Linked DNA regions of Mus musculus: all the other regions are linked to region 1. Evidence: chromatin contacts called from public HiCAR-type, HiChIP or PLAC-seq and promoter capture Hi-C data. All regions are on one chromosome and are shown on one strand. The core of a region is the stretch at or near the end of the contact, and the rest is flanking DNA. Distances in the headings are between cores, read along the strand shown.

Evidence for each region. Promoter capture Hi-C pulls out the DNA fragments that hold promoters and counts their contacts. HiCAR-type assays count read pairs that join an accessible place to other places. HiChIP or PLAC-seq counts read pairs in DNA pulled down with a chosen protein or histone mark.
Region 2: a contact with region 1 is called in a promoter capture Hi-C map of pre-B cells, with 4 times the contacts expected there. The contact joins the promoter of Tex2 here to the promoter of Map3k3 in region 1. A contact is called at or near these places in 1 of 39 promoter capture datasets (pre-B cells), 1 of 484 Hi-C or Micro-C datasets (embryonic stem cells) and 1 of 115 datasets of contacts at active chromatin or transcription factors (pancreatic cancer cells).
Region 3: an H3K27ac HiChIP or PLAC-seq map of extraembryonic endoderm stem cells shows a contact between it and region 1, with 4 times the contacts expected there. The contact joins the enhancer-like site here to the promoter of Map3k3 in region 1. A contact is called at or near these places in 2 of 39 promoter capture datasets (hippocampal neurons and liver), 4 of 484 Hi-C or Micro-C datasets (the AtT-20 cell line, the N1E-115 cell line, cortical neurons and 1 more), 11 of 115 datasets of contacts at active chromatin or transcription factors (the NIH/3T3 cell line, astrocytes, cardiomyocytes and 8 more) and 1 of 9 other capture datasets (embryonic stem cells).
Region 4: a contact with region 1 is called in a HiCAR-type map of astrocytes, with 2.3 times the contacts expected there. The contact joins the promoter of Marchf10 here to the promoter of Map3k3 in region 1. A contact is called at or near these places in 1 of 39 promoter capture datasets (embryonic stem cells) and 2 of 115 datasets of contacts at active chromatin or transcription factors (astrocytes and bone marrow-derived macrophages).
Region 5: a contact with region 1 is called in a promoter capture Hi-C map of pre-B cells. The contact joins the promoter of Milr1 here to the promoter of Map3k3 in region 1. A contact is called at or near these places in 4 of 39 promoter capture datasets (cranial neural crest, hippocampal neurons, liver and 1 more) and 1 of 115 datasets of contacts at active chromatin or transcription factors (effector CD8 T cells).
Region 6: an H3K4me3 HiChIP or PLAC-seq map of bone marrow-derived macrophages shows a contact between it and region 1, with 4 times the contacts expected there. The contact joins the promoter of Pecam1 here to the promoter of Map3k3 in region 1. A contact is called at or near these places in 1 of 39 promoter capture datasets (cranial neural crest) and 1 of 115 datasets of contacts at active chromatin or transcription factors (bone marrow-derived macrophages).

Annotation. Positions count from the first base shown.
Region 1 is chr11:106,083,002-106,085,846 of GRCm38.p6, forward strand. It overlaps Map3k3 (mitogen-activated protein kinase kinase kinase 3), which reads left to right and starts at 1,586. Exons shown (of 16, transcript NM_011947.4): 1 at 1,586-1,932. The coding sequence starts at 1,929.
Region 2 is chr11:106,611,302-106,614,213 of GRCm38.p6, forward strand. Tex2 (testis expressed gene 2) reads right to left here and starts at 1,629. Exons shown (of 12, transcript NM_198292.3): 1 at 1,557-1,629.
Region 3 is chr11:105,351,188-105,354,225 of GRCm38.p6, forward strand. No RefSeq gene overlaps it. Among named protein-coding and RNA genes, the nearest start is that of Mrc2, 60 kb to the left of the region's middle. Within about 2 kb of position 1,309, at least 69 of the 459 cell types and tissues checked have an H3K27ac peak or open chromatin away from gene starts, as enhancers often do. A contact at or near this core is called in the AtT-20 cell line, the N1E-115 cell line and extraembryonic endoderm stem cells, where this site is marked.
Region 4 is chr11:105,455,470-105,458,242 of GRCm38.p6, forward strand. It overlaps Marchf10 (membrane associated ring-CH-type finger 10), which reads right to left and starts at 1,266. Exons shown (of 12, transcript NM_172568.2): 1 at 1,005-1,266. The region is part of intron 1 of Gm39417 (a long non-coding RNA gene); the gene reads left to right.
Region 5 is chr11:106,749,912-106,752,677 of GRCm38.p6, forward strand. Milr1 (mast cell immunoglobulin like receptor 1) reads left to right here and starts at 1,315. Exons shown (of 7, transcript NM_001033435.3): 1 at 1,315-1,478; 2 at 1,723-1,764. The coding sequence starts at 1,373.
Region 6 is chr11:106,714,017-106,717,170 of GRCm38.p6, forward strand. Pecam1 (platelet/endothelial cell adhesion molecule 1) reads right to left here and starts at 1,265. Exons shown (of 16, transcript NM_001305157.1): 1 at 1,003-1,265; 2 at 886-912. The coding sequence starts at 1,036.

The sequences.
Region 1 (2,845 bases), core at 336-2,835:
CAGACCAGACTACAAAGAAGTTCCAGGACTACAGAGAAACCCTGTCTCGGAAAACAAAAAAACAAAAAAACAAAAAAAAAAGTTCCAGGACAGTCTAGGTTAGAGACTCTGTCTCAAACAACAAACACCTCGTACACACACACACACACACACACACACACACACACACACGAGAGAGAGAGAGAGAGAGAGAGAGAGAGAGAGAGAGAGAGAGAGAGGACAATAAAGTTAATAGTATGGGTTGAGAGTGGGGATGAAGAAAAAGAATTGCGTAAGACACTCCTTAAGAGATCTGATACTCCAAAGCCACCTCCTAAGGTAAGTGTTTCTAAATGACAACTGAAAATGGCATCAGATTTTTCTGGAATCTGAAATATGTCATTGGAACTGTCTCCAGAGAAAGGGAAGCCACACTAACTGTGGTAGAGTTGGAATCTTAAGACTGGGTGTATGAATTATTGAAACAATGGAGGTTGAAAAAGTTAATCACAATGCTCTTTTGAAAGATCACACAGCCAGTACAATTGTTTTGAGACAATATTTAGTGGCACAGGAAGCACAAAAGTGTAAGCACACCAGAAAACAATATGAAGTTATTTTTTGTCTAACGTTGCATATCTAGGTAGGAAATAGATAAAACTATCTTCAGGGTAGGGCTTTTCTTTCTGTTTTCCTGCACTTTTAAGTTTTCTTTTAAAAACGTGTCTCGCTTTTATAATTCTAAGAGCAAAACTTGTCCAAAAGCAACTCTAGCAGAACTCAGAATGTGGGGACCCACATTCCAGCACTAGCCTAGCCTTTGAAGACGGAGTATCAGGTGTGGCCTCGGAGGTCTGAGACCCAGGGGGATGAGAGAAGTAACAAGACCATCCCCCTGCCTGTAAGCCGAGGCTACTCAGGGTATCGCGCAGCTCAAGTAGCCTGAAAGCATCGAGCCAAACCTTCCCTGCCCAATCCGCGCCAGACACTTTGCCCCAGCAGGGGCCGGACACCTCAGCACCTCGAGGTCGCCAACAACCGACAACCATAGGGCCGAAGGTTTTCTTTTTCTGAGGGCCTCTACAGAAGACGACTTTGCAAGGCGCCAGGCCGGGGTAGCCGCCGAGGGGAACGGCGCCAGCCCGCGCGCCCGCCGAGGGTTCCGCAACTGAGCAGAGGGTTGTGGGCGGAGCCTCAAGCCGGAGCAGTGATTGGAGCAGCCCACACCTTGGCCAGAGAGGCTGAGAGCGCCAGCTAGCGACACTCCGCGGCGGGTACTCAGCGCTCTCTCCGTGATTGGCTAGGCGCGAGAGGACGGGCGCTGTCTCAGTGATTGGCAGGCTCTAGCCAGCCCTCGGAAATCGCCTTGACTTCGCCCATTGGCATCCTGTGAGAGTAGGCGGGATTGGTCCGTCGTGATTAGCTGGCGGATGAGAGTGAGGGCGTTGGGAGAGAGCGGGGAGGAGGAGGCGGGAGTATCTGACTTCCTCCTGGTTATTGGCTGGTAATGAGAGTGGGGGTAGTGCCAAGGCCCAGCGGCTGCATGCGATTGGCAGATGCTGGCATGAGTGACAGGCTGCAAGGCTTGCTGCGCGCCCAGCGGTTTGTTTTTCGGAGCGTTCCTGAGGTGGAGAACAGTGGCCGGTCGGAGCGTCTTCTGGACTTCAGGACTCGCAGGCGGCCCGGTCGAGTGGCGCCGCCGAGGCCGGGTTGGGCCGAGCCTGGGAGCGCCGGGGATGTAGCGGGCCAACCTGCTCATGCCACAGCGCCCGGCCGCGGCCGGAGCCGGAGCCTGGGGAGGCGGCGGGGGCCCCGAGCGCAGCCCACGGCCCCCGCGCGGAGCCAGGCCCGCTGCCGTCCCCGCCGCCCGCTCCCCCGGCATGCAGCCCCGGCTGCGGAGGTGACACTTCTGGGCTGTAGTCGCCACCGCCGCCTCCGCCATCGCCACCATGGGTGAGTACCGCCACCGCCCCGGCCTGTGCCCGCGCTGCTTCGCGACGCCCCGCCCCAGGCTGAGGGGAGGAGGACCCTGGGCCGCCGCCTGACAAGGCATGGACAGTTCGCCGGGCCCGGGGCTGAGGATCGCGGACCGCTCGCCTCTCCGCGGTGCCTCGATCGGGGCGCCGTTCTGGCTACCTCCGGGGGTGCCCTACCGGCCAAACCCACTCGGCAACTCTCTTTCCGGGCATGCGGCCGGCGTATCCCGGGGAGGGGTCTGCGGGACCGAGGCCCGTCGGGCGGCCCACTGCGGTCCCCAGCGAGCTGGCGCGCGAGCTTGAGGGTGGGGGAGCCGGAGCTCAGTGTGGGGCCGGGGCTGGAGCCTGGTGCAGGCCCAGCTGCTGTTGTGTCTTTTCCTTGATTTGCTTTTTTTTTTTTTTTTTTTTCCTGCCTGTGTCATTTCCTTCCCTTTGCTCACACAGGCTGGCCTGTGAGTTCCCGGGGCTTTGCTCTGGAGCTCTGTGCGCTCTCCTGCGCGGGGGAGGGGGACGCGGGGGGAGGGTATGCGGGGCATCCACTGCGACGCTATTCGACGCGGATCCCTGTTAGCAATAGCAGGCTTGAGAAATGCGAGCTGCGCTCCTCGCAGATTACTGGAAGTTAAGAATCCTTGAGCGCTGAGGGTTATAACTCAAACCCTACTTTTGGAAAAACCCGGCTTTTATATTTATCCTGCGCTACCCCTGCAACTATGTAACTTTTTGAAAGAGGCATTCGGTACATAAAAGGATCACTATGAAATCATTTCCTTTTTGTCAGTATTTGTAATTCTCCTGTGAAGATGTAATCTAAGAAAAGTTTTTTTAATGCCTTCTACAAAATATTTGAGCTGTTTTATATATATTTTGCATAATTTTGGTTCTTTATC
Region 2 (2,912 bases), core at 379-2,878, 530 kb after region 1:
AGCCTAACCTTTGCTGCCTTTCCTAGAAGCAGTCTAAGAACATAACCTCTAATCACATACAGTGGTCTAGCATCGGCTAGTGGTCTAGCATCGGCTACAGCTCTCACTTCTCGCCACTCAGCCCAAACTGTCCTTCCTCGCCTATCCTTTACTACCTGTCAGTGAACTTCATCACCTCCACGTTCTAATCTGAATCTCCTTGCTCATCTCCTTTCCTGAAGACACACGTACAAGGATGTGCAGTCCCCCAGAGCCCTCCTCTATCCCTCTCCAAGCCTTCATGTCCCCTCCCTGGGAGCCCAAGGAGCAAAGATCAGCCACACTCTGGCTTCATTCTCGTAGCCTGAAGACATTTATCTGTTTGGAAGACTCTGAAAAGATACTGAAACCATTTAAGGGTTGGGAAAAGCTAACAGAAACGTTTCTCACCGGCCAATAAATCCAGACCCTTCAAACTCCCTTCCCCAAGCGCCAGAGATCACTTGTCCCTCAGTTTCCCTTGTTATTTTCCACATACAATTCACTTTCTCTTTGGATTTAATCTAGCTCCTGAAAAGACAATTCCTCTCAATTGAGCAATGGTGTCAAGACATTTGGACCTCACACCGGAACAGGACACAACCTGTGTCTTCAGGTTGTCACACTTTTCCTTTAACTCTAAAAAAATATGTCCTCCTCATCTATGAAATCTAATGACAAAGTAAGTACTCCTTAGCTCTAAGGGGAAAAAAAAGAGCGAGGGTGTTTAACAGACTTTGCCCTTAAATTTGATGCCGTGTAACCATAACAACTGATGGTTTAGGTAACCATCAACCCACTGAGGGGCTAAGTTTTCCAAAAATCGTTTTTCAGTGGGGGAAAAACTCCCTTGCACCAACTCCCGCGCGTAGAGTCGGCACTCCGGAGTGGCATGTGGTGCAATGGAGCCGGCAGCTCCTGTCCCTGCATCGGTCCCCCGGTCTCCACCACCGTCATCTCCATGCTCCCAGCGGGGCAGCTAGCGTTAGGCCTCAGCCCAATGTCACTTGTTAACCTTCCGATCTCCCCGGTTTTTGGTACGCCGCCACCTCCCTTTGAAAGCACACAAGCCACCCCTCGGTCCCCGGTGTCCGCCAGGAGTTGGGAGAAAAACAAGCGAGGCGCCGACAGCCACTGACAGATTCGCGCAAAAGTAACCGCGCTCCTCCATTCCCAAGCTTCTCCCACGGTGGCCCAGGGGGCGGAGGACGGCAAGGGCCCCACGCACAGAGGTGACAAGTGTTTTCCTTCAACGAGCGTGTGAATGCTGCTTTCCCGGACCCACACCGAGCCGCGGACGCTAGGCTGGGACCTGACGGCTTGCACCTCCCGCCCCGGGGCGACTCCGCCCTGCCCGGCCCCCAAGCAGGGAAGGTCTCTCCCGGGGCCACCCATGCCGGCGTCCCGAGCCCTGGTAGTGTGGAAGGGACCGAGCCCCGCTGCGCCAACGGCTGCGGGAGCTGCCGGTGTCCCGTAGCCGGGCCACCCAGTCAGGGCCTGCTCCGCCCGTCGCCCCACCTGGCCCGGAGCGCGCTCACCCCGGATCCGCTGGCTGCCTCATCCTACTACACCGGCGCCCGTACTTGGCGGCCGCCGCGGCTCCTGCTCCAGCTCCAGCTCCGGCTCTGGCTGGGGCCGCCGTGCTGCTGCCCGCCCGCCCCCGGGCACCGGCCGTCCCGCCCCGCCGGCGGACCCGCCCCGCGGCCGCGGCCCCCACCGCCCAACCACAGGGCGGAGGGGGCGGGGCCAGCCGCGCACCAGACATGACCAATCCAGCCAGTGCCGCGCGCCCGCGACGGGCCTGGAGGATCGGCCAGCGATCGGTCAGGGCTGTTAAAGGGGCTGCGGCGCTGCGGACTGGAAAGAAGGGGAGGCCGCGAAAAACTGCGGGTTACCTGGCAGAATCCCAGTGGGAGGAGCGAGCGTTGCACTCTCCCAATTGAAACTGAGGCGCTTTCCCCAGCTCTTTGCATTTCTTAATTTCCTCTTCCTGCAATTTAGCAACAAGTGCCTCCAAGCCGTGAGGGAAACTGTCTGGCTAGGCAGATTCTTAGGAACAGAGGTCTTAGGAGGACGTCGGACTTTATCAATCCCTGCTAGTTCCAGAAACTGGATGTCTGAGCTCCTCCTCCACACCTGACCGTAACAACCAATCGCAAACTGATTAGTAGAATTAGCGCCTAGAATTCGTGTGACGTAAATATATCATATATTATGATCTTGGGTTTTTTTTTAATACAGGGTCTCCTGTAGACTAGGCTGTTTTCAGAATTGATATGTAGCTGAAGATAGCCTTGAACTCTTAGCCTCCTGCCTCTGCCTCTACCGCTATGACTATAGGCATACACCACTACACCTGGATAACATAAGTTTACCTTAGAGGGATCGTGTCTAGGGCCCAGATAAAGGAAGGTGACTTTTAAAAATGAGTTCTCGCTTAAAATGTGCTTGGAATGGTGGAGGCTATTTTTACACCCATCAGTTCCTTACAGGGTAAAGGGAGGGGTGGAGGGGGCAGAGGGTAGGCAGGTCCCGCAGGTCCCTCATAGCACAGGGGCAGGTTGTGAGAGTGTCTTTGCTTATCAACTTTGCCTTCTAAATGAGTGGGTCCCAAACTTCAGCATCAGCCCATCCCAGAGGACTCTAGCATGTCTCAACTTTGCAATGACTGGGTCTGGGCCGTTTATTTTTCAACATTCTTTCCCCAGGAGATTCCAGTAGGGGGCGCTCTGGGGGGGCATGCTTTTTTTTTTTTTTTTTGGTTTTTCAAGACAGGGTTTCTCTGTGTAGCCCTGGCTGTCCTGGAACGCACTCTGTAGACCAGGCTGGCCTCAAACTCAGAAATCCGCCTGCCTCTGCCTCCCAAGTGCTGGGATTAAAGGCGTGCGCCACCA
Region 3 (3,038 bases), core at 59-2,558, 730 kb before region 1:
CCTGTAGGGACAGATGGCAGCTCTGTCCAGTTGTTTCTGTAGCCTGCCATTTTGCCTCTGAGCTTTTGGCTCTCCTCAGGAGACAAGTCGTCCCTGCCTACAAGCGTGTGAACTTGGGCACCTGAGCTCATTGTCCCATCAGCTTGAATAGGGCGTAGAGGATCTCCTAGGGTTGGGCTGTCGGAAAGATGCTTAAGGATGTGGTGAGTGTCCTTACCAAGTGCCTCTGAGTGCATGCAGTAAGCACTCCATAAATGCTAACTGCTACTCTTATTTCTAAAGTTTTTTTTTATTACATTGTGTGTGTGTGTGTGTGTGTGTGTGTGTGTGTGTGTGTGTGTGTGCGTGTGTGTGTGTAGGGTGAGCAATATGAATACCTGGACCAGAGTGGGAGCAGAGGGTCCCTAATGTCTCAGAGGACCGACAGGGTGACTGCAGGAGTGTGGCTGAGTGGGTGCAGGCCAGGACGCAGTGGCATGGTGGATACTGTAAGGAAGGCTGCCAGTGGGAATGGCTGATCTGATCTTTAACAAGTTCATTGTAACCGCGGTAAGGGACACAGACAATGGATGGGAGATGGGGGAGGGGAAGCAGAGGAAGCCCTTGCAATCATTAAGACCTCAGAAGATGGTGGCTGGTTTGGCCTGGAACACTAGCGGTGGTTTAGAGGCGTTGTGCGTTCTCAGGCTTACCCTGTCCAGGACTTTTAAAATCTTAGTTCTACTTGTTTTGGATAGGCAGTGTGGTCATGTGGTTCAGAGCCTAAAGGAGTGAAAAGAATACATAAAGACACCCATTGAATGTTCTCGCTCCTTCCCTTGCCCATCCACCCTGGACGCTCCTGCCATGATGGTTTTCCGAGTCTCTTTCCAATGTTTGATTCAGGCTGGGGGAAGCCACTAGGAAACATGGGATCTGGATTGCCCAGGGGGACAGCAGATCAGCTGCTTTCTGCCGGGATCAGATGTGCAGGATGAATGGGTGGGACCGCCCAAGACAGAAGAACTCTAGAGAGTCCGTGAGCTGCATTCCTGAGTGTGTGTGTGTGTGTGTGTGTGTGTGTGTGTGTGTGTGGGCTCCTCCAGCTGTCCCTACTCTGCAGCTCTCACAAGACCCATGGGAGATAGGTAGGCCAGGCATTCCGGAAGGGACGGAAGGGACCGTCAATCCAAAGTAAGGTCCTTAATGATTAACCCACTTTACCTTCAAGTGATTTGCTCTCCAAACAGAGGCCAGAGTAGCCCCTTTGTGAGTCGAGTGCTTTGCTACTAGCTGTGGCTCAAGGGTTGCTCTTCAGGCTGCTGGGAGCGGCTCTGAGGGCAGGGATGCCAGTGACCATTGCCCTGAGAGAGAAGGAAGCAGCGTGGTAAAAAGCAGTGTGAGCTCTATTGGGTCATTTGAGTAGTTGAAGGAATGAGGCTCCAAATGTCCAGTGCCACCCATCTATTTGAGAGAGAGACAGAGAGAGAGAGAGAGAGAGAGAGAGAGAGAGAGAGAGAGAGAGCATGTGCATGCCAGCAGCTGACTGGGTAAGCAAGCCTACTGACCCCAGCAGCCCCAGAAATCTACCTATCTGTACCCCCAAGAGTTACGAGCATAGGCAGCTGCTGCTCCTGGGTTTTATGTGGGTGCTGAGGATTCGAACCCAGGCCCTCACCCTTCCAGGGCAAGCATGAATTGACTCCCCAAACCTTGACAAGTTAATTTTTCCTTTTCTTTCTCTGGTGACTGGAGTCTTGCCAGAGGCCACATTCAATCCAAGTTTGTCCTACAGCCTCTTAGGCCTGGGGGCTCCCCAGAGAGTATGTTCTAAGCCTTCCTGCAGAAGAGTTAGGGAATGTTCCCGTAGTTCTCTGAGTGGTCAGGAAGAAGGCTCTGGACCTGGCCACTTGCCCTCTGGCTCCCAGCCAGTTCTAGTTTTAGAACATGTGACAAGGACTTCTATCTTCTGGTGGGGCTCAGTTCAGTTGACCACGAAGCATCTCTTCTGTGTGCCAGGTTCTCTGCGGAGCCTGCTGAGTGGCAGATGGCCTGAGACCTGTCCCAGGCCTGAGCGAAGGGCACTGTCTACCAGGCACGGAGCCCAGCTTTCCCTTGCAGGTCTGAACTGGCCCAGCTTCGAGCACCTGAATATTCAGTGACAGCTCAATGAATCCATGAATGAATGGGAAGACAGGGCAGCTCTCCAGAGAACAGCATTCCCCTATCTCCTATCAAAGCAGAGATGGCCTCCTCCCAGGTACCCTGGCAGAGCAGGCCTGGCCCAGTGGGCAGCTCTCTGAGGCCACAGGGGCAAGGAGCCAGCCAGCCTCACCACATGGCTATCCTGGAACAGAGCCGCCCAAACCTGGTCAAGCTGCCTGGACCAGTGGGGCAGGAGTCTCTGGCAGACCTGAGGTAAAGAACTAGCATCGTGAGGGAAGGCAGAAAGGAGACACTCAGGGAAGTCAGAAGAGGACAAATGAGGGATTGAAGAGGGTCCAGCATGAGAAGAAAGTGCCCAGATCTTCCCGCAGGCCTGACTTTCCTTAGGAGGGTGTTGCCAAGAGGCCTCAGGGAACTGCTGACTTCAGTCTTTGGCTCCCATCAGAATCAGCTCCATTGCATCAAAGGGGAGGGGCTGGCTTTAACCCTTCCTTGTCTGAAAAGCAAGTAGTTACAGACACTAGAAAGAGGTCTGAGCAACTGCCAGGCACCAAGGTTCAAGGCCATGTATTCAGAGAAGCCAAATACTGAATTTATCAGTTGGCTGGTGGCTTTTCTGGGGATCCCAGGCAGTGACACTTTTCTAGTTCCATCCATACTGTCTTACTTCCAGACACCCCTGAGGTCTGTGGGGTGTCTAGCTGTCCATAGGGGAGACACCTGGCCCTCTGTTACTGTGGGGTGTCCAGCTGTGTGTGTGCGTGTGTGTGTGCGTGTGTGTGTAGACACCTGGCCCTCTGTTACTGTAGGGTGTCCAGCTGTGCCAGGCAGGGGGAGACACCTGGCCCTCTGACACTGTAATTCCATCAGCTTCTGCAGATTTGCACTGTCCT
Region 4 (2,773 bases), core at 16-2,515, 630 kb before region 1:
TCCAGTCTCTAAAAGTATCACACATGTGTGCATACATGCACATGTGCATGCCTGTGTACATGCTGTCTCCTTTTTCTGTGACTACATTTGTCAAAAAAAAAAAAAAAACAAAAAACAAAAGATAAAAACCACACCTGACCTGAAAGAAGTGCTTTTAAAATAAGCTGTCTTACCGTTTTCTTGCAATGCTCGCTCTGTGAAATATCATTAAAACTATACTGTCTTGATTTTGGCAAATAAGCAAAATGTAAATTTAACCTCTCTATACTGAAGCTTCATTTGAGGCAAGATATAAGTAGCTGTGTTACTACCTGACAATCAGGTCTATAAATTCCTCCATGTCTATGATTGGCTGCTTAGAAGAAGAGTTTCAGAAGACTTTAATCTTTTCCACAATGAATTCATTTGTAATGTCAAGGATTACAGGATTTGTTTCAATTTTAGTTTGGAAAAAAATCTTAGTTTTTTTTAATATCATTTTTTAAACTTGTGCTGAATATAAGTTTAGTGACTTAGGCTCGGTTTATACTTTTCAGAGGCTGAGGGCTTGAGGCAGGGTGGTGTCAAGAAAGGGTGACTGTTCCAATTTAACGTAGGAAATAATGGTTGTGTAAAAGGGGTGTATGAGAGACCTAGCTAACACACACAGACTATTAAGCCCAGAGCAGAGACTGTGTAATTGGAAAAATGAAAAGAACATCACAAGTTTGACAAGCGATTGGGTTCTACCATTAATAATACCATCGTTTCCACATTCAAAAGCTGTTTCCTGGATTGTAGACCAATGTAGCTGTGCGGCAGTTGGGGGTGATGGAACTACCAGTGTACAAAAACCAACTAGACTCCAGTTAAATCTGTTCCTTTGAGGTAGAAACAAACTGGAGCTACTGTTAGCCCGAAGAAGAGAGGGGCGCTAAGAGGTCTGATTTCCCTTCAGAATCTTTTAAGTTTTAAAGGTATAGTTGATCCTCAGTTCTGGGAAGGCTGGGGCAGGCGCCCGTTACCTTGGGGATCAGCACTTTCACCCCTCACAAGGGGCTAAAGGGGCCGCGGGGCGGAGCGGGTGGGCGAAGAGCCGCCCATCAATCGTGCGTGGGGCCGGTCCTGGGCTCCTCTTCCTCCCCCACACCTCACTGTCTTCCCTCCTTCTAGAGGGCCCTCTTCCTTCTCCTCCCGGGAGGCAGCTGTCCGCCGCGGCCTCCGGCCTTTCTTGGGGTGGAGACGGTGGGGGCGGCTGCCTGGCGTCCTCCCGTTTCCTTGGCAACCGTGCCTCCCTCCTCGCGCGGAGCCTGTGCCGCTAGTCGCGAGGGAACGTGGATCGTGGGGGTGGGGCAGGGCTACGGCCCCGGGGGTCCTGAGTCCACACGTGGGCGGCTCTGCCGGTTGCCGTGGGAACGAGAAGGGATGCAGTTGAGAAAGGAAAGCAGTGATGGCGGCTGGCTTGGAAGAGATGCTCTAGGAATAGGCACTCTGATTTTGTCTGTGTTCACGCCCAGACTCAGTGTTGTTTCTTATAAGATGAAGATTAGAAAATGGGAGAGGAAAAAAAATTAAATAAAACAGTAAAGGGAATAAATGAAAAGAAGAAAAGATACTGCACTCTTTGAAATGGTTGTTATACAGGGATCTCAGGCAGAATGTTCCGATCCAACCTCAGAGCAGAAATAAACAATTAAGGGAGGCACCCGATCAGCTTCAGAACGGAGCCCGAAAGCTAGCCTCTTAGTTAACAGTAGTCATTACGGGCTTCTCCAGGAGAGAGGAGCTTGGAGGTTTAGACCAGTGCCCACCAGGTTCTTGGTTTACATCACTGTTTCTAGGCTGCGTTTATTTTTCACTGAGGGGCTAATAGGCAGCCTTGAGTCTTCTATTTCTTTTGCATATTTAGGTACTTAGTACCTTGCTGACTGATGTCACCTAAGGGCATTTTAGATTGGGCGGAGAGCAAAGAAGATGGACAATAGAAATTGTTGGAACTTTCACCAGTGTCCCAGAGTCTCCACATGTCTGGGGTCCAGGAGACTTCTATGCAGCCCCTGTAAGCCCACATTCAGGTGGTGGCTTTGTGTTTGCAGTATGACACCCTTTCTATTCTTATCACTACCACCCCTAATTTAGGACTCAGTGGTCTCTAAACTGGATTGATGTTTGAACCTTGCAAGGACGCTCTGAGCCCCTGTCAGTCGTACCCCAGGTCCACCTCTCCCTGTGCCACGTAAACAGCCTAGGTCCCATGTCTTAATCACCAACAAGCCACTCTCAGACTCCAGCACTGCCTAAGAAGTGAGCCCCAGACTCTGGACTGTGACTGTCCCTATTTGTTCCCCAGGACTTGCTTTCTTGGTTTTGTCCTTGAGTCATTTCTTGCCAGTTGCGGCTCTAGGACATGCCAAACCCTCCTTCTCACCTTCACGCCAACTTCTAAGACGTATCTTGAGCAACACAGAGTCTAGACAAAATATGCCTTGGGGAAGTCTTTGTTTTGGGCTCTTTCTCATCTGACCTTCATTGCTCTCCCTTTCCAAACCATTTTCTATTTTTAGTATGTTTAAAGATTTTTATTACATCTTATTTTTATTGGATGTGTGAGAGGGCAAACATGCCCCAGTGCAGGGAAGGGGAGGTCAGTTTGCTGAAGTCTGTTCTCTCCTACCGTGTGGCTCCCAGTGACCAAACCCGGCTTGTCGGGCTTGGTGGCAGGTACTTTTTACCTGCAACACCATGTTCTAGTCTTGTTCTCAGCCGGCTAACAAAGATTCTCTATTAAATCGTT
Region 5 (2,766 bases), core at 65-2,564, 670 kb after region 1:
CACTTCTGGAGTGTCTGAAGACAAGCTACAGTGTACTTACATATAATAAATAAATAAACAAGTATTAAAAAAAAGAGAACTTCAGACTAATTTCCCTTATGAACATTGATGTAAAAATACTCAATAAAATATTTGCAAACCAAACCCAAGAAGACATCATCTACCAAGCAAGATGCTAGAGAGGCAGGAGGGTGGCCGGAAGGTCTTACAGAGCAGCCTGGTGTGACTTACCTCCAGAGGTGATGAGAGGAGCTGAGAGCAATGTTGCTGAGGTTCTGGTCTGAATACGCCGACCTGAGAAGAGTGTGCCAAAGGACTCTCTGAATCCCTCCTCCAATTACCTTCAGGCTGCATGTATAGAAGATGTACCTTATACATCTGGAACCTGTCTCTCACCTCATAGGCAGCTAGGAAGTGTGTGTGTGTGTGCGCGCGTGTGTGTGCGTGTGTGCGTGTGTGGTGTGAAAGTGTTGATCCCATTGGGTGAAAGTAAGAACACTATCACAGTTTTTGAGCCAAATTGCTATGCTGGCTAAGACAATCCATCCTCAGGATTCCGGGAGTATGTCACCAAGGTACATTAATCGGAGGTTTATAAAGAAAGGCAAACCCCAAAAGGCTACATACTTTCCACCTTTGTCCAATCAGGAGCAAGCAAACATCCTGGCATACTCTCTGCTTATGTACCTCCAGCCTACATTCGATCAAACACATCCTGTGCAGATGGGGCAACCAAGCTTGTCTAAAGAAGCAAACAAAGGACTTGTAATCTTAAATGAACAACGGCCGACAGCACGCCAGGAAGTTCTCTGTGCTCTGGAGAGTAGGGCTTACTTGTCAGAGGCATTTTTCATTTTTCTTTTAGGAGGGGGAAGGGAGATGGGGGGGGGAGAGGGGGAGGGTGAGGGGGAGGAAGAGAGAGAGAGAGAGAGAGAGAGAGAGAGAGAGAGAGAGAGAGAGAGAATATAAAAGATCCATTATCGGGGCTGGTGAGTGAGATGGCTCAGTGGTTAAGAGCACTGACTGCTCTTCTGGAGGTCATGAGTTCAAATCCCAGCAACCACATGGTGGCTCACAACTATCTGTAATGAAAAACAAATAAAAAAACCTATGGGCCGGAGTGAAAGGGAAGGGGAAAAAAGGGGGAAAGAAGGGGGAAAAAAAAGAAAGATCCGTTATCACCAAGCAGCAGCTCTAAGTGAGATAGGAGACCTTGCGGTCTGAGCAGCTGTTCCAGTAATATGAAGGACAGTTAAACCAACGAGTCATAGGTCCTGTTGAGTAAACTTGTCTAAATCCTCTCATTTCCTGTGTGTGGTTGGGAAGAGGAATCTCAGAAGCCGAGCCCCATTCTGTAGTAACTCAATTAACCATGGGCGATGGTGACTCGCCAATGTGCCTCTCTGCCGTTTCATTCAAGGGAATAAGATGCTGGCTGGACAAACTGTTACTTTGGGCTCTTACAATTTCTATCACACGTAAGCCTGATTCGATATTTTAAGAATTGACTCTGGGACGGGGGGGCCAGCACTTGGTGGAGCAAAGGCAGGTGGATCTCTGTGGAGCCAGCCTGATCTACACAGAGTTCATGGCCAGCCAGGGCTACCTAGAGAGACCCTGTCTTGAAAAGTCAAAGACGAAAAAACAAACAAGAATCATCTCTCAAAATAATCACATGGGAAATGAGGTTTTTTTTCTCTAATCTTCCATTTTCTCTTTCAGTTCAGAATGCTGCAGTGGATTGTACGAGGGTGGAAAATAACGGTAAGTTTCATTTCCTGAAAGTATGGGCATCAAAATGGTCAGATAGCTGACTCTGAACATGAGCGTTCACTTACTGGGATTTCTGTGTTTTTAGATCGGCAACCAAGAGCAAAGCCTTTCTATTATCTGCTAGGAGGCCAATGAGCTGAGGTTTAGAGAGGGCATTAATTGTAGCAATTTTGTTTTTCCACCTGAAACTTGGCCGGGCAAAATCTGAGATTGTTTTTTACCATGAAAACCTCCAAACTTCCTTTGTTATCACTTTTAGCTAGAAAACCCTCCCGTGATTTTTGTAAATTTTTATTAATTTATTTACTTTTGAGGCTGAGCCTCATGTAGGTCAGGCTGGCCTCAAACTCTATTACGTGGCCAAGGCTAAACTAGACTAACTCCTAAACTCTCAAATGCTGGGACCCAGCCCACCATGCCCACTCAAACCCCTTTTAAATTAATTCAGGCAACTAGTACTATGCCTAGGTAGAGCTCTACTGTGGAGTCAGAGTGCTTTGCTGCTGAGCCTGGCTTGCTGCTGCCCAGCTGGCAAGCCGGGCACACAAACTAATGACTTTTGAGGGTGGTTTCTTTCATCGGTGAGAAGGGGTGGCCCCAATCCTGGTTCCTCTGCAGTCTTTGCGGCACATCGGTCCTTCCGTGTAAGCTAACCACATAAAGTTGAAAGTGCTGTTGTGTGCAACCCAGCCTGTCTTCCCTCCCCTCCCCTCCCCATCCCGAAGCAGGCAGCTTCTTTCTGTGGACTGTTGGTGATAAGATCTTGCTACATAGCCTAGCACTCACTATGTAGCCGAAGCTGATGCTGAACTCATGAGAATCCTTCTGCTTCAGCCTGTTAAGTCCTGAGTGTGGGAGAGCACACAGTGGAGCAGTCTAGATGGACATCTTTGCGTCGGTCTGTGGTGTCAGAGTTTATTGAATAGCAATAAATTCACCAGCTATGTTGCTTCTCTTGGCTGTGATTTTCCAAGCAGTCCTGATTTCTCTTGA
Region 6 (3,154 bases), core at 15-2,514, 630 kb after region 1:
TGTGGCCTTCTTCCTGACCCACAATCCCTGGGCTGGGCTGAGCCTCTTCCTTCAGAGTCTCTGATGGACGGAGCGAGACAGATCCTCTTAATCTGAAAAATTCGGAGGTTCCGAATCAGCTCTCGAGTGGATGATAGGTCTGACTTTAAAGACAGGCAGAACCCTTCCCCACAAGCAAGCTCAGATAGGAGCGGAGCCTCCCCGGTGGGAGGGAAAGGGGATCTGGCTGGTCCTTTTTGTTACTCTCTTAGGACAGAGGGAGTCCTGACACCCATTTACTGTCTGCTCCTTCAGCCTCCATAGTCTGTCAAGTCAACTGAGTCTCATTTGTAAATTAAAACAAGTGAAAGGAAAAAAAAATACTTTTTTAAGTTTTTATTTTTTGGGAGTCGGTTTTGTACTGTTTCACGTAGTAGCTCAGGCCTCCCTCAAACTCCTATGGAGCCGAAGCTGGACTTCACTACTGATCTTTCTGTGTCTGTTTTCCAAGTACTGGGATTACAGACTCTAAATCCAAGCGAATAAAGAGAAGAGTTTGAAAGTAAACAATTAGAGGCATAGTATGATGTAAAAAGAAATAGCTTATGACAGAAAGACCACAAACATATAAGGAATCATATATATACATATATACATATAAGGAATTTTTTTAAAAAAACCCATCTCTCCCATTCCAACAAACAGAAACCCACCAAGATGTAAGACTGGTGTTCAGCAATTTTCTCCTACACCGCTGTCTCTAATACACACTCTTTGAACCTTGATTTAGAACAAGGCTTTGAGAGTTTTCTTAGTTGTTGTAAACACCAACCCTAAGCAGTCTGACATGAGTTAATTTCAGAAAAGACACAAAGAAGGAAGCCATGTGAAAATACCAGGACTTACAGTTTTCCTCAGCCTGGAGGCTTGCATCTGGAAGAGAAAGAAAAAGAAAGCCAATCTGTTGATTTCACGAATTCAAGTCTCATAAGAAGGGAAGAAGGAAGCAGGTTAGAAACTCACAGAGCACCAGCGTGAGTCCCAGAGCCAGGAGCATCTTGTCTGCCGACTGAGGCCCACCTCAGCTGAATCCTGAAAGACTTCTGCAGACTGAAGCACTCAGCTAGTTCTGTCTTCCGGCCATGCCTCAGGGGCAGAATTCTCTTGCCTGCCACAGACCAGAAGCCTGCTGTGTGAAAAGCAGAAACAACTCTGACAACCTCTCCAGGCGCGCAGAGACCAGCTCTGGTACTTGTCAGGTAATGGCGGCCATAGCTGGAAACCAAGAACAATGAGGTCTGGGCTGGCCTGATATCTCCTCAGGAAATGACTGGCCTTCCGGAGGGACCACTGAACCCAATGGCTTTGTCTAGAAGAGGAGAAAACAACAACAACAACCAAAAAAACCCACAAGTAGCATTTGCCTCAAAGTTCTTGCGCTTCTAGCCTCATCTGGGTTTGGGGACTTCTTCTCCTGACAGGACAAGGAGGTTTTATTTCCACTCAAAAGTGCTTTTGTGGGATACCTAGCAAGACCTGTTTGCCTTTCCTGTGGGCTCCCTATGGGGGCTGTATCCATAGAGTGTAAATCTGGGCCTCCTATCCTGCACTGGCCAGCTTCTCCGACAATATGCAGTCCTTGTGAGGAACGCTACTGGTGGCTCAGTAGAAAGAGGGATTTTCTTAAGCCGCTGCAGTGGTCCCTGATCACCGGCTTAGTCACCAAAGGAGCCCCTTTGGCTGTTTGTGTATGTGTGTTTGTGTGTGTGTTTGTGTGTGTGTGACTGTGTATGTATGTATGTATGTGTGTTTGTGTGTGTGTGTGACTGGGTGTATATGTGTTTGTGTGGAACTGTGGGTGTATGTGTGTGTCTGTGACTGTGGGTATATATGTGTGTGTAGTACACACTACTTTCCCCACTGCCAATTCCCAACCTTTCTTATTAAACATTTATTTATTTGTGTATGTGGAAGTAGGGTAGAATGCATGTGTACCACTATGTATTGGGGGGGGTGTGTCAGAGGTCAACGTGTAGAAATTCTCTCCTTCCATTATGTGAGTCCCAGGATCAAACTTAGATCATCAGACTCGACAGCTGGCACCTTTCTCCAGTGAACCGTCCTGTCCCCCTTTCATGCATGTTCATGAGAGAATGAATACATTTTGAGGGAGGAGTGTCTGTGTGCCTGTGTGTGCTTGGAAGCCAGAAGAGGCGATTGTCACGTTCTCCAGAGGTGATGGGACCTGAAATCCAGTCCTCATGATTGCTCTTAATTGCCAAGTCATCTCTCCAGTCCCCAGCTCACCCCTTCTCCCTCCTCCCGACACCCTCCTCCCCTACCATCGGGCTAACATTCCCTTTTCCCTCCCTTCATCCCTTCCTTCTTTATTCTGACCCAGGGGATGGCTAAATGGCAAGATGCCTTTGAACACAACCCTCCCATCACAGACAAACACCCGAGATTGCAGATGTGTGTTTAGCCTTGCCTCCTACGGAATTTTCTAGACTATAAATTGGTTTCTCTCCCTTTGATGTTTGAAAGGTTGTAACATTCTCTGGGAAAAGGCAGACCCCAGGCCTCCCTTACCCAGTTCTTGCTCACCCCCTTGCTTCCCCCTCTACCTTGGAATCATACCACTTCCTTCTTCGCCCTGAGCTCTAGTTGCTAAGGTGTTAAGTTCCCAGAATGCATCACATGCCTTTCTCATTGCTGCTCGCCTTCCTCTCTTCTTTTCTGACTAATCGTTACTCAGTTTCTCCTTACTCATCAATTTCTCTAGAAATGTCCCCACTCTTTCTCAAACTGAGCTGACTTCCTCCACGTTCCTTTGCCTCCCCAGACTTCTTCCTGTCAGATCCTTCCTACCGCATGTAGCAATGGCTTATTCTCCTCAGACAGACCAAGACCTCCTTGATGCCAGAGGAAGTGATTGGTTTTGGTAGATCAAGAAGCATTAGTCAGGGAGCTAGAGAGATGGCTCAGTGCTTAGAGCATTTCTGCCAGTTTTGAGGACCAGAGCTGGCTTCCCAGCACCCATAGCAGATTGCTCATACTACCTATAACTCAGAGGAGCCAGTGCCCCCTACTAGCTTCTAAGAGTATCACCACACATGGCAGATATCATGCACACACACATGTACACATAAATAAAAATAAAGAGCTTCCCAGTGGC